Regions from separate parts of the Mus musculus genome. Here regions 2, 3 and 4 are each linked to region 1. Evidence: chromatin contacts called from public Hi-C and HiChIP or PLAC-seq data. All regions are on one chromosome and are shown on one strand. Each heading gives the region's core, a stretch centred on a gene start, on an enhancer-like site or on the middle of the called end of the contact. The rest is flanking DNA. Distances are from core to core; before and after follow the strand shown. Region 1 holds the start of Morrbid (myeloid RNA regulator of BCL2L11 induced cell death). Region 2 overlaps Gm14009 (a long non-coding RNA gene). Region 3 has its middle 42 kb from the start of Gm14009. Region 4 has its middle 71 kb from the start of Gm14009.

Evidence for each region. A called contact is a pair of places that touch in the nucleus more often than the background predicts. HiChIP or PLAC-seq counts read pairs in DNA pulled down with a chosen protein or histone mark.
Region 2: an H3K27ac HiChIP or PLAC-seq map of trophoblast stem cells shows a contact between it and region 1, with 12 read pairs. The contact joins the enhancer-like site here to the promoter of Morrbid in region 1. A contact is called at or near these places in 1 of 484 Hi-C or Micro-C datasets (bone marrow-derived macrophages), 5 of 115 datasets of contacts at active chromatin or transcription factors (acute myeloid leukemia, bone marrow-derived macrophages, microglia and 2 more) and 1 of 9 other capture datasets (embryonic stem cells).
Region 3: an H3K27ac HiChIP or PLAC-seq map of embryonic stem cells shows a contact between it and region 1, with 2.0 times the contacts expected there. The contact joins the enhancer-like site here to the promoter of Morrbid in region 1. A contact is called at or near these places in 2 of 484 Hi-C or Micro-C datasets (centroblasts and embryonic stem cells) and 7 of 115 datasets of contacts at active chromatin or transcription factors (the 230-238 cell line, CD8 T cells, bone marrow-derived macrophages and 4 more).
Region 4: a contact with region 1 is called in a Hi-C map of embryonic fibroblasts, with 3 times the contacts expected there. The contact joins the enhancer-like site here to the promoter of Morrbid in region 1. A contact is called at or near these places in 2 of 484 Hi-C or Micro-C datasets (embryonic fibroblasts and embryonic stem cells) and 3 of 115 datasets of contacts at active chromatin or transcription factors (CD8 T cells, epiblast stem cells and pancreatic cancer cells).

The regions. Positions count from the first base shown.
Region 1 is chr2:128,427,860-128,430,821 of GRCm38.p6, forward strand. It overlaps Morrbid (myeloid RNA regulator of BCL2L11 induced cell death), which reads right to left and starts at 1,492. Exons shown (of 3, transcript NR_028589.1): 1 at 1,235-1,492. Gm36154 (a long non-coding RNA gene) reads right to left here. Exons shown (of 3, transcript XR_374969.3): 3 at 2,938-2,962.
Region 2 is chr2:128,172,927-128,175,888 of GRCm38.p6, forward strand. The region is part of intron 1 of Gm14009 (a long non-coding RNA gene); the gene reads left to right. Among named protein-coding and RNA genes, the nearest start is that of Gm14009, 4.7 kb to the left of the region's middle. Within about 2 kb of position 1,460, at least 22 of the 459 cell types and tissues checked have an H3K27ac peak or open chromatin away from gene starts, as enhancers often do. A contact at or near this core is called in trophoblast stem cells, where this site is marked.
Region 3 is chr2:128,209,805-128,212,766 of GRCm38.p6, forward strand. No RefSeq gene overlaps it. Among named protein-coding and RNA genes, the nearest start is that of Gm14009, 42 kb to the left of the region's middle. Within about 2 kb of position 1,432, at least 74 of the 459 cell types and tissues checked have an H3K27ac peak or open chromatin away from gene starts, as enhancers often do. A contact at or near this core is called in embryonic stem cells, pancreatic cancer cells and trophoblast stem cells, where this site is marked.
Region 4 is chr2:128,239,373-128,242,334 of GRCm38.p6, forward strand. No RefSeq gene overlaps it. Among named protein-coding and RNA genes, the nearest start is that of Gm14009, 71 kb to the left of the region's middle. Within about 2 kb of position 1,444, at least 112 of the 459 cell types and tissues checked have an H3K27ac peak or open chromatin away from gene starts, as enhancers often do. A contact at or near this core is called in CD8 T cells, embryonic fibroblasts, embryonic stem cells and 2 more, where this site is marked.

The sequences.
Region 1 (2,962 bases), core at 242-2,741:
GAAGCTTGCACTCTGATTTATTTAAGCCAAGTTAGTGCCTGCCTCTTGTGGAAGCCAGCTTCAAAATTCATGTCTCACCCGATTCTCCCAATCATAAGGGTGTGAACTATTTCAAAGGGTGGGGTGCGACTGCGGCTCTAGACTACCCTGGTCCTTCCTGCACCCCAGAGTTCGTTTAACAAACTCTGTGCTCGGTCAGGGGCAGGACCCAAAATGATTGTCATCAGCCCAGGCATGCTGAAGAAGCCGAACACAGTATTCCTGACAAGGAGACAGCCAAGAGACCTCTCAGGTACATTCCAGGAGAAAGCTGAACGTGTGTGACTATCCTCTTCACAGAGGGCCAGGCAATGCTGATATCATGCAAAGACCCGAGCCGGCAAACTCCTGTTACGCTCAGAGTGAATGGAGCTGCTCTCAGGGCTCATTCAGTTAGGTTGCTGACTCATTCTTAACCCGGGAAGCCCCACACGCCCCAGTGAGTTGCTCAGAACAGGCTCCTGTCTTCCCTGCAGCCTGCTATGCAGCTTTTTAAGCAAATGACCGCTTTTTAGATTTGCTTTAAAAGTGGCACAGCAGTTACTGTAACTGTTTATTTGACAGTAAAGATGTTTGTAAGAATAGCAGTAACTCAGCCCACTCCCTTCCCCCATCTTCCACCATGCCCTTCCTGGTCCCTAGCCTGTGGCTTTTCTTTCTGCTTTTGAACACATTTTCCACCTGGAGCGTTAAAGGGAAGCACGGGATGTAGCGTGTTCAGAGAAAAGACAAAATTCTGCCTCGCTGCCATACTTCTTGCCCTGAAGCTGGACAGCTCAGGCCTGGCTGCCTGAGTCAGAGACCAGAAGCTGCCCCCGGGGTTGGCTCTTCCTTCTGCTTCTTAGGAGCGGAAACTAGTTCAACCTCAGTGCCCAGTTAACACAAACTCACCCACCTCCGTCTCTGACCTTCACTTTAGCTTCTAGCTAGGAATCCGTGGTGGCTTCCTTCCCAGGCAAGCCTCACGCTCTCCTCTGAGACAGCATAACACACAGCCACCATCCACAAGGCACAGCTCAGAAACTTCCTCCAAGAGTCCCGCAACAGACACAACAGGTGGGCTGGAGGCAGAGGGAGCCACTTTTCTGACCTCACAAAACCTTCAAAGTCTGGGAGAAGCAGTGTCTACCCCAGAACACAGCAGCTGTCACAGCTCAGAGGTGCACGGAAAACATCTTTGACTGAGAGTACTCACCAGGGAGAAGCTGATAGACGGGTCCGCCTGCCTTCCCAGCCACTGTGCTGTGAAGATCCCAAGATATGCGCAGCTTGCCTGGAAAGTCACTTTGAAACTTAGAAAGCAGACACTGCAAAGTCACCCAGTCCCCTCATTCTCAGAGATGTCCACATGATTAGGAAAAAAAAAAAAAAAGACAAGAAAAGAAAAAAAAAAACTGCAAAGCAGACACCTCAGTCTTCATTGTCACTGGAACCAGATGACTCGTGCTGACTCAGAGCCACCACTTCCTCTCCCGACATTCTCTTCATACTTTGTGAGCCCGCCTGGTCTGGTTCCCAGGGTCTCTACCACCCTTCCGGAAAGAGCAGCTTCCCAGACCTTGGGTGTGGAAGCCCCAGGCTTGTAGCCAGTGATCACCCTCATCAGGGAGGAGACGCTTTGGTTAGGAGACTTGGGGGTAACTGAAAATAAAAGGCAGAGATCTCACATGCACACGGGTGCTGTAACACGCTGGCCGTCCACAGAAGAGGGAAGAACCCATTTTTGCTATTTCCTTAAGGCATCTGAGTTTGCTTGGCCCTGATATCCCCTATTTCAGTCCATGATTTTTTTTTTTCTGCACAGAGTTTTGATCTAAAATCATTATATCTATTCTGAGCTGGCTGTTAGCATGTGTGACTTAGTCTTGCTAGGCTAAATCACATGAATAAAAGAACCAAGGAGTAAAAAACAAAGTTATGGTTCTCTAACTTTGAAAGAATCCTGAACGTTTCCATGCAAGAACCAAGAGCCCGCCTCTATGTCTGAGTTTTCTTTTGAATGATGCAGAGGGCGGGGCTGTCTTCCGCAGCTTCAAGCTTTTTTGAACTATGAGAAGTACTCCAGAGAAAGCGGAACCCATGTACCACTGAGCAGCCTCTGGTGAGGCCAGGTAGGGTTGCTGTGATTGTTGATATCTTTGCCCACCCCTCCCTGCCCCCAAAAGTCAGCACTGTCCAAAAAAAAAAAAAAAAAAAAAAAAAAAAAGCAGAGGTTTCACTTTTGAAACGTACATTTCAGTATATCAGAGAATCTTAACACAGCATACGTAAGAGCAGATATGTGTGCCAGAGAGTCTCTTAAACAGGTTAGGGAAAAGCTAACAGTATAGGCAGGGAGGAGAGAGAATTTGGGGGTACAGGGGCAAGGGAAGAAACTCATCCATTCATAGGTCAAGACCCCTCTGAGGGTCAAATGACCCTTTCCCAGGGGACAACCAAGACCATTGGAAATCACAGATATTTATATTATAATTCATAACAGTAGCAAAACTCCAGTTATGAAGTAGCAATGGAAATAATCTCCAGTTGGGGCTCCCCACAACATGAGGAGCTTATTAAAGGAGTAGCAGGGCTAGGAAGGTTGAGAATGTTCAGTCCTAAGGAGACGGAGGATTTGGCCTTGGCAACAGCTTGCAAGTACATTGTCCTCTAAAGCCTCCAAACACCAGTCCAGCTCCTCCAGGACATCGTGTTGTTTGAGCAGGCTATCTAGCACAGTCTGCCCAGACTTCCGAGAACAGCAAAATATATGAGGGGAGGGCTTTTCAATACAAACCATAACTGGTTATCATTAAAAGACCGATATACTTGGCCCATTTGCAAAATCCAGACAATGGTAGTTCCTTCCTCTGTATGAAAATGAAAAGCTAACTCCAGGGTCTGTAACTGTGGTGAGTGTCTCTGTTCTCTTATACCACTGAGC
Region 2 (2,962 bases), core at 210-2,709, 250 kb before region 1:
TTGTGACAGCTAACTATTCCAGACCAGACTTTCTCCTACCCACCCATGTGGGGCTGGGCTCAGCCCAGGTGCCCCTCAGGCCATTTAGATTGCCCCAGGCTGATCTCCTGTTGACTTGTAGGTACATGTACCTTGCTAGTTATATTTGAAGTTGTCCTCTGGGCTGAGGCTCAGCCCTCTGACTTGGTAGGACCTGAGGGGACCAGTTGAGTTGTAGGTACTTGTAGCACCATCTGCTAGGGGACTGGGAGGCATTTCCATGCCTGGTTAGGACTCTGAGGTAAATCTTCCTCATGTAAGCCGGATCCCCTCTTGGCCTCTTGACCTTCACCTTTTTGTAAAAAAAAAAAAAAAAAAAAAGTGCATGGCCAGTAGGATCCCCAGGACATAAAGGTGCTGTGCCTATCCCAAGGACCTGAGATCAATGGGGAAAGGAGAAAACCGACTCTCACAAGTGGTTCTCCGACTGCCACATCTGTGCCTGCTATGGAATGCTTGCACGTGTGTACACACAACGAAATGTAACCATTTTGTTTTTAAGGAGAACACTGGGCCCATTCAAATGAACAGCCTCTGGGCCCTGCCACCACTGTGTGTCCTCTGAAGTCCCTGTGAGAGTCTCTCCTCAGAATTCCACAGAGGCAGGATTTGATGTGGGGACTCCCCAGAAAGACGGGTTGGTAATCGTTCACACACAACCTCTCCTTTCAGACAGGTCGCTATCAGAACCTGGTGGCCACTGTAAAGCAGCAGTGTCCATGTGTCATCCGAAAATGACACTTGGGCAAAATAAATCCCAGTAAGCAGGGCTCTTTCCTGGAACACGCCACAGACTGCTTCTCAGAATGCCCAGTTCACTCCTACGGGTGCCCTTGCTCTCTCAGGGAACCTCCTCCCAGACAGCCAGAGGAGGATTCATTTTCCAGCCTTCCCTGACCACCACTCAGTGCTACCTTCAAACTGCATCCTCTGGCCTGCAGGCCTTCTGCACACGGTGAGCTTGCAGTGACTGGGGACTGTCAAGGAGGATCAGGCCCAGGGTTCTAGTGCTCTGGGAGACTGGGGCTGTGTGAGCCCCACTCTTTGTATCTCCAGTACTTTTGAGGACAGCAGAATTCTTCGTTCAGGGAAAGACCATGGCTGCTCCATCACAGACACGATGAGCAAACACAACATTGGAAGGGAAAGAGAGCGTCCTTCCCAGTTCCCTCCAGGCCTCTAGTACTATTCTTGGTGGGACTGTCTGCTGCGGGGCCTTTCTCAGCACAGCCCTGGGCAATGGGATAGAGAAGCACTGAGACCCATGTTTCTTTGAACTCTCTTTCACAGGAAATTTGGCTTCAAATTCTTGTACACCAGAAGGCCAAGGCAGCCTTGGGACAGGCACACTATGTCTCTTATCTGATGATGTCTGGACAGAGGCCTCTGGAAGCTCTTCTCGGAGCATCAAAAAGAGGCAGCTGGTGACCTCATGGGTCACGACTTTATTCCCTCCACTTGATTTCAAAACATGGGACTGACCTTCCTAGTTCCTGTCGGGGCTTTTAAGTTCAGACATGCAGACAGACAGACAGACAGACAGACGAGATGTGAGGGAGTACACTTGTTGCTCCTGTGACTAAAATCCCACAGGAGCTCAATGGTGCTGATTATTTATGGACCAGGGAAAGAAAGTGGGGGCCTGAAGCTGGGGAGATCTTGTTATCAGCTGAGCACAGCCATACTGACAAACCCCCTTTCCCAAAAGCAAAAATTCCTGAGAGGCAGGTGTGAAACCTAAAGGACTTTGTCCCCCTGAGTCATGATGTCAATGTGTGTAAACACCACCTCCGTGACAAAGTAATGCAGCAGCCAGGGACAATGCCGCGCTTCCTATTGGACTGCGCCTGTTTCTCTCTCTGTCCACAAAATACTACTTTCAAAGTCCACAAGTCAACGTTATAGAGCCAAGGGAGGAAATGACAACAGTCCTAAGCACAGTCTTGTTTTGTGTAATTTATGTTGTTTTGTCTGACTTTGAAGAACTGTAGGTTTATATAAAGTAAGCTAAATGTTTTCTTTCTGAAAACATCAAATGAAACTCCACATTCAAAGAGTGAAGAGTTCTTTGTCCGTGTTCCTAAGCGCTGAGAGCTTTCCTTAATGTGTGTTCTGTGACTGCAAGCTCTTCTCCTGAAGCCCAACACAGTTTTCTGTTGAAAAGTAGCCAGGATGGGAGCAAGCCTGGCCCAACAAGTGTCCTGAATGTTCGAGCTCCTTTTGTCATTGTAATGGGAGAGACACTCAGGAAGAGGGCCAGGACAGACTGAAGCTGTCCTGATCCAGCATCTGAGACAGAAAAGGCACAGACCTTCGTTGAGTATTGATTGATTGAATAGCCTCCAGATAACTTCTACCCACCTGCTGCTGCTGTCTGTGGGGCAGTTCTAATGACTGAATTCAGCTATTAGGGAGGCTGGGACAGTCCCCACCTCTGATGGCTGGGTCCAGCCTCTTCTGGGTTCATTTGGGGCCTTGGGTTGGGCTGAGACCAGGAGACAGCACTCCTCAATCTGTTGTGTGGTCCTCACAGATACCCAGTCTGGCAATGATGTACTAGCCATTTTCCTGACCTTATCACATATGACATCCGTCTGACCTATATTTCTCATATATGTATGCACGGACCTATGCTAGCTCCCACCTCCGGCCACAAGTGACAATGGACCTTTAGGAATCTCTGTGTACCATACACCTGAGGAAGTGCACGAGGGAAGGAGGAAAGCCACGTACCCAAGCAGCGCATGCCTGCAGAAGCCAGCGATAGAGGCTGCAAGGATACTGTGTTGTTGCTTGGCTTACAAAATACCAGAGAACAGCAACTAAAGTGAAGATGATTTAGCTTAGTTGGGCTCAGTTTGAGTCAATCATGGGACAGTCCCAGGGCCCGGGTGTGACACAATTGGTTCCATCACATCTGGAG
Region 3 (2,962 bases), core at 182-2,681, 220 kb before region 1:
GGCATCTTTAATTAAGGACGAGAGTCTGGGTCCAATAGCCACAGAGTTACAATAGGAAAGAGAGCAGGTAAGCAGGGGGAGACTGAGTCTCCATTTCCACTTGAATGTGATGAGGGCCAGCCCATCTGACTATAGGAGGAAGGTGTGGACTTAGCAACCCTAGTACCTGTTGCTCCATAGGGAAAGACCCAGGAAACAAGGAAAAGTTAAAGAAATGGGTGAGTCTGCCAACTAATGAATCATCATTCATTCCCCTGAAGCCACTCAGCTTGAAAAGAATTTACTGGAAACCAACTTGTTGAAGGATCAGTTTCCCTGGTGAGGACTCCCTGGAATTTACCCAAAAGTTGTTTGGGTTAATTACTTTAACAATGATCATCATGTTTGCCCGCTGGTTCCCACAAGCCTTCAGATTCCCCCTGCGTGGTTTTCTACCTTACAATCAGTTTCATTTCACTGTCTTAGGCATATTCTCACTAGTCACCCAGCTATTGATCTTTCAGCCCATGTCAATCTTTTGAGTGTTTCTTTATTTAGAGAGTGATGGACTTCCTGAGCTCATGAAATTATGTGTGTGTGTGTGTGCCCATGTGCGTGCGCTTGCACGTGTGCACTAGTGGCTGGGTTTTCCTCAACTGCATTTTCTGTCAATTGTAATTTGAAAGACAGGGCTCTAAATTGGACAACTGCTCCCACTTTGGGATTTTTGTCATTGGGGAAATTGTCATAAATATGTGAAAATTAACACTGCAGGAAAAAAAAAACGTTGAGTTGGCTGCCTGCCAAACCTCTCAGGGAAACACAGAGCGGATACAGACGGGTGTTAGATGGCCCTCGCTGGACAAAGCTATCTTTTCTGCAAAGCAGAGGTTAAAGTTGGAAAAGCCTCGTGAATTGTCAGAACCTTTATATATGACAATGGAAGAGAAGTCCGCTCTAGAAATGGGAACCACATGCCAAATAACTGATTTTTTAAAAAAGTTACAGGGTAGAGAATCCCCAAATGAAATATTTCTACTAGATAAATACTAAGGCCTCGTCAGAGAAAAGAAAGACTCCTGAACAGAAATTTGCTAGGATCGTGTTATTGTGCATCTTGAAAACAGGCAGGGCAGAGAAGTTGGGATTTGCTAGCCTGCAGGATTTGGCTTCAGAAAAGTAATTTTTAGTGTCCCGGGTTGCTTTTGTTTTTAAAACACAGTCACTTCCAAACATGGCTTTAGGAAACTTTTCTGAGAATCACACCTTTTCTGAGAGGGACTGACTGCACACTGGGGAGGCTTAGGAAACAGAAGTGACCTAGAATCTAGATTTTGCAGGAAATCAGAGGAGGCCAGTTATGCAGATTATGTGGAGGCCTGTACAGCGCTGGAGGCTGCAGAGAGCACCTTTCGCTGGGAAGGGTGAGGTCATCTGAGGACAGAGGAAAAACGAAGAGGAAGTGCCCTCTGGAGCTGGGAAGGTGCTGGGGCTAAGGAGGAGTGCACTGGGGAGGGTGGGGGCGGGGGCTTGGAAAGGGATTCTCTCCAGCGCCATTTCTATAGCCTGAGCTGCACTAGCGTAAACAGGGGCCGTGGGCATACGGCGGTAAGACTGGGATTCCACGGCCAGGAAGCAAGCACTAACCACGGGAAGTGTTGGGAGGCAGAATGTCTAGAAGCAGGCGAAGGAGGGAGAGTGCCCTTGGCAACGGGGAGATAATGAGCGCTCCTCACAGTCCAGGAACTGGTCTGCTTAGAGATAAGCAAGGAGGCCAGGAAGAGAATCCCAAGGGCCCCAAGGCATGTGAGGTAGCACAATGCTGGGTTTCAGGTGTGGCTTTGGGGTTTGAACAGGGAGAAAAGCCTGCTCGGCACCATTCTGTCCCTGAGGCCATAACTGTCCCATCACATTCTTCTCACAAAGGAAGGTGAGGCTCGAAACCACTCTCCATCACCTAGTATCCCCATCCCTTGTCCTGTCCCTCCTCATCCCTGCCTGGCTGGCAATTAACACAGTACACCCCAGGAACCTACTCCGTTTCTGGGCAGATATGGTTATTCATCCAGGAAGGAGAACGAATTAACCTGTTTCCGTTTCCCCAGCGCCCGTCTATCTCCCTCCCATTCCTAGGAGGCCGCCCTCCTCCTTCCCACACCCGCTTCTACCCAGAGGCAGCAGGAAGCCTCTCTGCAGGGATACTAGCTGGGGATCTCCCGGCTGGAAGCACCTGCTTTGCTGCAGCCTGGGGCACTGTGACCCCTGGGGATGCAGCTCAGAAAGCCCCTATTAAAATGCTAATGCAGCACCTGGAAGGGTGAAGCCTCAAGGCAGCCTCCTATCTCGGTGCCTGAGCTTCCTCCTGTATGACTAGCCGGGGATAGAACACCCTGTGGGTATGGCGGATGTCTTGACATCAGGTACCAACCCAGCATTCTGCTAAACTCTATGTTTGAGTTCCATAGCAGTCAGGCTTAAGCTTGGGCGCCTCTCAGGACAGCAGGTCTTAAAGAGTCTGGCGTCTCCCTATCCCAGGCCCTCCCTAAACACAGTATTATTCGGGGCCCAGTGTCTCACTTTTCTCAAGACACCTCAGCACCCCCACAGCTGTCCATGTAAGATGTGGTCACCTTCAGTCTGTCACTTCAGAGAAGTGGGGATCTCCATGTTAGGCTTCAAACCCAGGACCCCTAACGCTAGCCCTGTTAATATACAGGCAATTCCACTTGGCCTACTCTCGGAGACCTAGCAACTGCTTATGTCAGCACCTGACCCTGCTGCAGATATAATAAGGTTCCTCCAGCCACCACATCTCTCTCTCCCCCTACCCCACCCGGAAAGAGGGTTGGAGAGATAGCTCAGCGGTTAGGAGCACATACTACTTCTCAAGTGCTCACATCACACAGCTGCCAACTGACTGTAACTCCAGCTTTAAGGGATCCAAAACCTCTGGCTCCTGTGGGTACCTGGATTCCTGTGTGCA
Region 4 (2,962 bases), core at 194-2,693, 190 kb before region 1:
ACGCCTACTCTGACATACTTCCTGAGCCCCACCCCAGACCATTTGCACCACCTCCAAATAACAATATCTTGGAGTTATGGATCCGTCAGTGGGTTACGTCATGGATTATATCAGGAGTTTGTGATCCAGTGACTTTCAATGATAGACTCCACCAGCAGGAGACCATCCCCTCAACAGGAGCTTCTAGCTGTCTACACCATGTTCAAGCCATAATTCTTCTGGTCCAACTTCTGATCCCAGACCAAGTGTTGGCATCAGGACATTCCAAACCTATGAGGCAACAGCACGACCTGTGACCTACAGACCGGTTGCCAAGACAATGACCACCATATTCCCAGCATTCACTTGGCTCACCTCCCACCCTTACTTGTGTTACATCATTTTCCATATAAATAAGGAGAATGCCCCTTCCTCACTCTCTCTCTTTTTTCTCCTTTCTCCCCCTTTTCTCTCTTTGCCTCTTCTTTGTCTCTCCCTTCCAATACAACCTCTTCCACCTGGAACTGCTTTGGTGCTGTTGTGGCACCACCGGCCATTCTAACACATCACCAAGTCCTGCACATTGGAGGCCTCTTTCCTAATAGCTAAGTGCTGAAGTCACACCCAAGTTTGTTTTGTTTTTGTTGTTGTTGTGGTTGTTTGGTTGGTTTTGTTTTGTTTTGTTGGAATTTTGTTTTTGTTTTTTTGTCATCCAAACTTTTGAATATCCTAAAGGAGGGAGATATTGACTTTGAGTGCCACTCCCTGCCTACAATTTCTACTCAGGTATTTGAAAAGGTGAAGACTTCCACTCAGATGAGCTCTCCTAGTGCAAAACAACTTCCACTGTGGTAAATGCCAGCACTTTATCAGCGCTTTATCATTTGTTCTCTCCACCTGACCTCCACTTCTCAAGGCAAATCAGACTGGTGCACAGTACACGTGGGACAGCCTCAATACATTTTTCTTTATTTAAAAAAAGAAAAACAAAGTTGGTTGAATTTGCCCAAGCGGGTGGTATGGCTTCCAGGTATAAGTCTCTTTCTCTGAAGTAATAAATTGAGCCTGAAGACACGAAGAAGGACAACTGGCTCTTGGCAAGACAGCCTGAAGTACACGCTGAGCACAGCCCAACTAGGTGGATGCTGCGACTGGACCACCGACAACAGAAGCTGCTCTCCCTGGATAGCACACAAACAGGGAGAAAGGTACCTGAAGGGAGGGCGGGTGCTGAGCATGGGGGTCTCAGAGAGGCCAGAGGGTAGTATGCAGCAGGAAGTTCCCAGGAGGAAAAGCAGCCTCAGGGTAAAGTTACCAGCCTCCGCTGCACCCTGGAAACCGGTCTTTCTGGCTTTTCTAGGGTCAGAGGGCAAGCTTCCCAGCAGGCTGTAGACTTTCTAGGCTTGGCTCCTTTCCCCCTCCTTCCCCAGGGAAGGGCAGGGCAGGAAGTTTGAGATGACTGAGTTCCTGGGTCACCCAGAGAATCCCCTGAAATGAATCAGATGAGAGGAAATGGAAACCACTGTATGGTGCTCACATTCTTTCAGGACTGAAAGTGCTCGTATCTCATACTTGTATCTACCGAATTTACATGAAATTAAAGGCCCTGGTGCAGACGAAGTTCCCAAACCTTGGAATTGTCTAATTAGACACAGGAAGCCTCCCCACAAGATGGTATGAGCAGGAAGAACTTGCTCAGGGCAAAGCCTTCTGTGCAGCCAATAGGGTGGACATGGAAGTCCCAGGGCAGAGGAAGCTGTTATTGCGAAAAGACAGGTTATAGAGAAGAAATTACATAAAAAACCCAGCGGATCACTGACAATGGACACTGAGCCAGCCACAGGATGCTAACAGGGATTGTTAACATTTAATTTTTATTTCTTGTTCACACTGCTATCCAACTGTTTCTTCTTAGGACAGAACGTCTTCCTTGAGAGTGAATTTTGGTGCAGATAAAGCAGAAAGGAAGAGTTGGGAGGGAAGAACAGAGGGGGAGGGGAGGACAGAGGGGAGGGGGTGTTTCTTCTCAGGCTTTAAACGCTGTTGTTGCCTGCAAAGGGTTTGTCCTAAATGACATCATCCGAGTGCCTGCTGTGTACCTCTGGGACAAACAGACTAGACAAAGGAACCTGGTGAGACTGGAATCTCTGGGCCTCCAGCAGGCTGACAAAGAGCAAAGCTGCTGTCCTCATGGGGTCTAGCTGCTCTGCGACCTGGAGTGCTGGGTGCTCCCTACAAGAACCAGTGGTGCTGGCTGGACTTTAGGGAGATGTAGGGAGGCTAAAAGGGAGCCCCAGGTTCCCTGATGTGAGGGTGGGGCAACAAATGAAGGAACTAGGAGACTGCTTAGGAAGCCCGGCCAAGAGGTCCAGACAGCCCTGGCTGGTCATCACAAATAGGGTCCCGGATAGACAGAGTCTTCTCTGTGGTCTTCCTGGTCTATGTAACTGCTGCCACAGACCAGGGTGGAGGCCACTTTGTCCAACTCCCTGTATTGTGGAGGTCCCTTCAAGAGTCACAGCCAGCAGTGAAATATCCTTGGAGAGGCAAGAATGAAACTCTCTTCAGCACAGCTTCCTTAGCCAGGCTGGTTCAAACTTCCCGAGTCTGACCCTGCGCTGTTTTGTTTTGTTTTTTTTTGTTTTTTACAGATTTAAACACAGTAAAACTTTGGAAGAAAGTTTCCTCCTGACAATTATCACAATAAAGCTTAAGGCATGGCTACACTGAAAACTCTGTCACCTATGAACTCTTCCTCAAGAGTGGGCTCTGTTGACTGTGAAACAATGCTCGGATAAGGCCTAGGCAGGAAGGGTTTGCAATAAGTCTAAGGATGGGCTCTGCTGACAGAGAAGCAACACTTGCATTAAAGCCTTGGAATAAGCATAACTTCTTCTGCACAGTACATGGGGCCTCTTTCATGGGGATGGCTTCTATCGACCGAGAAACAACAGTCAGGAGTCTAGGGGATTCAGGTGAGGCT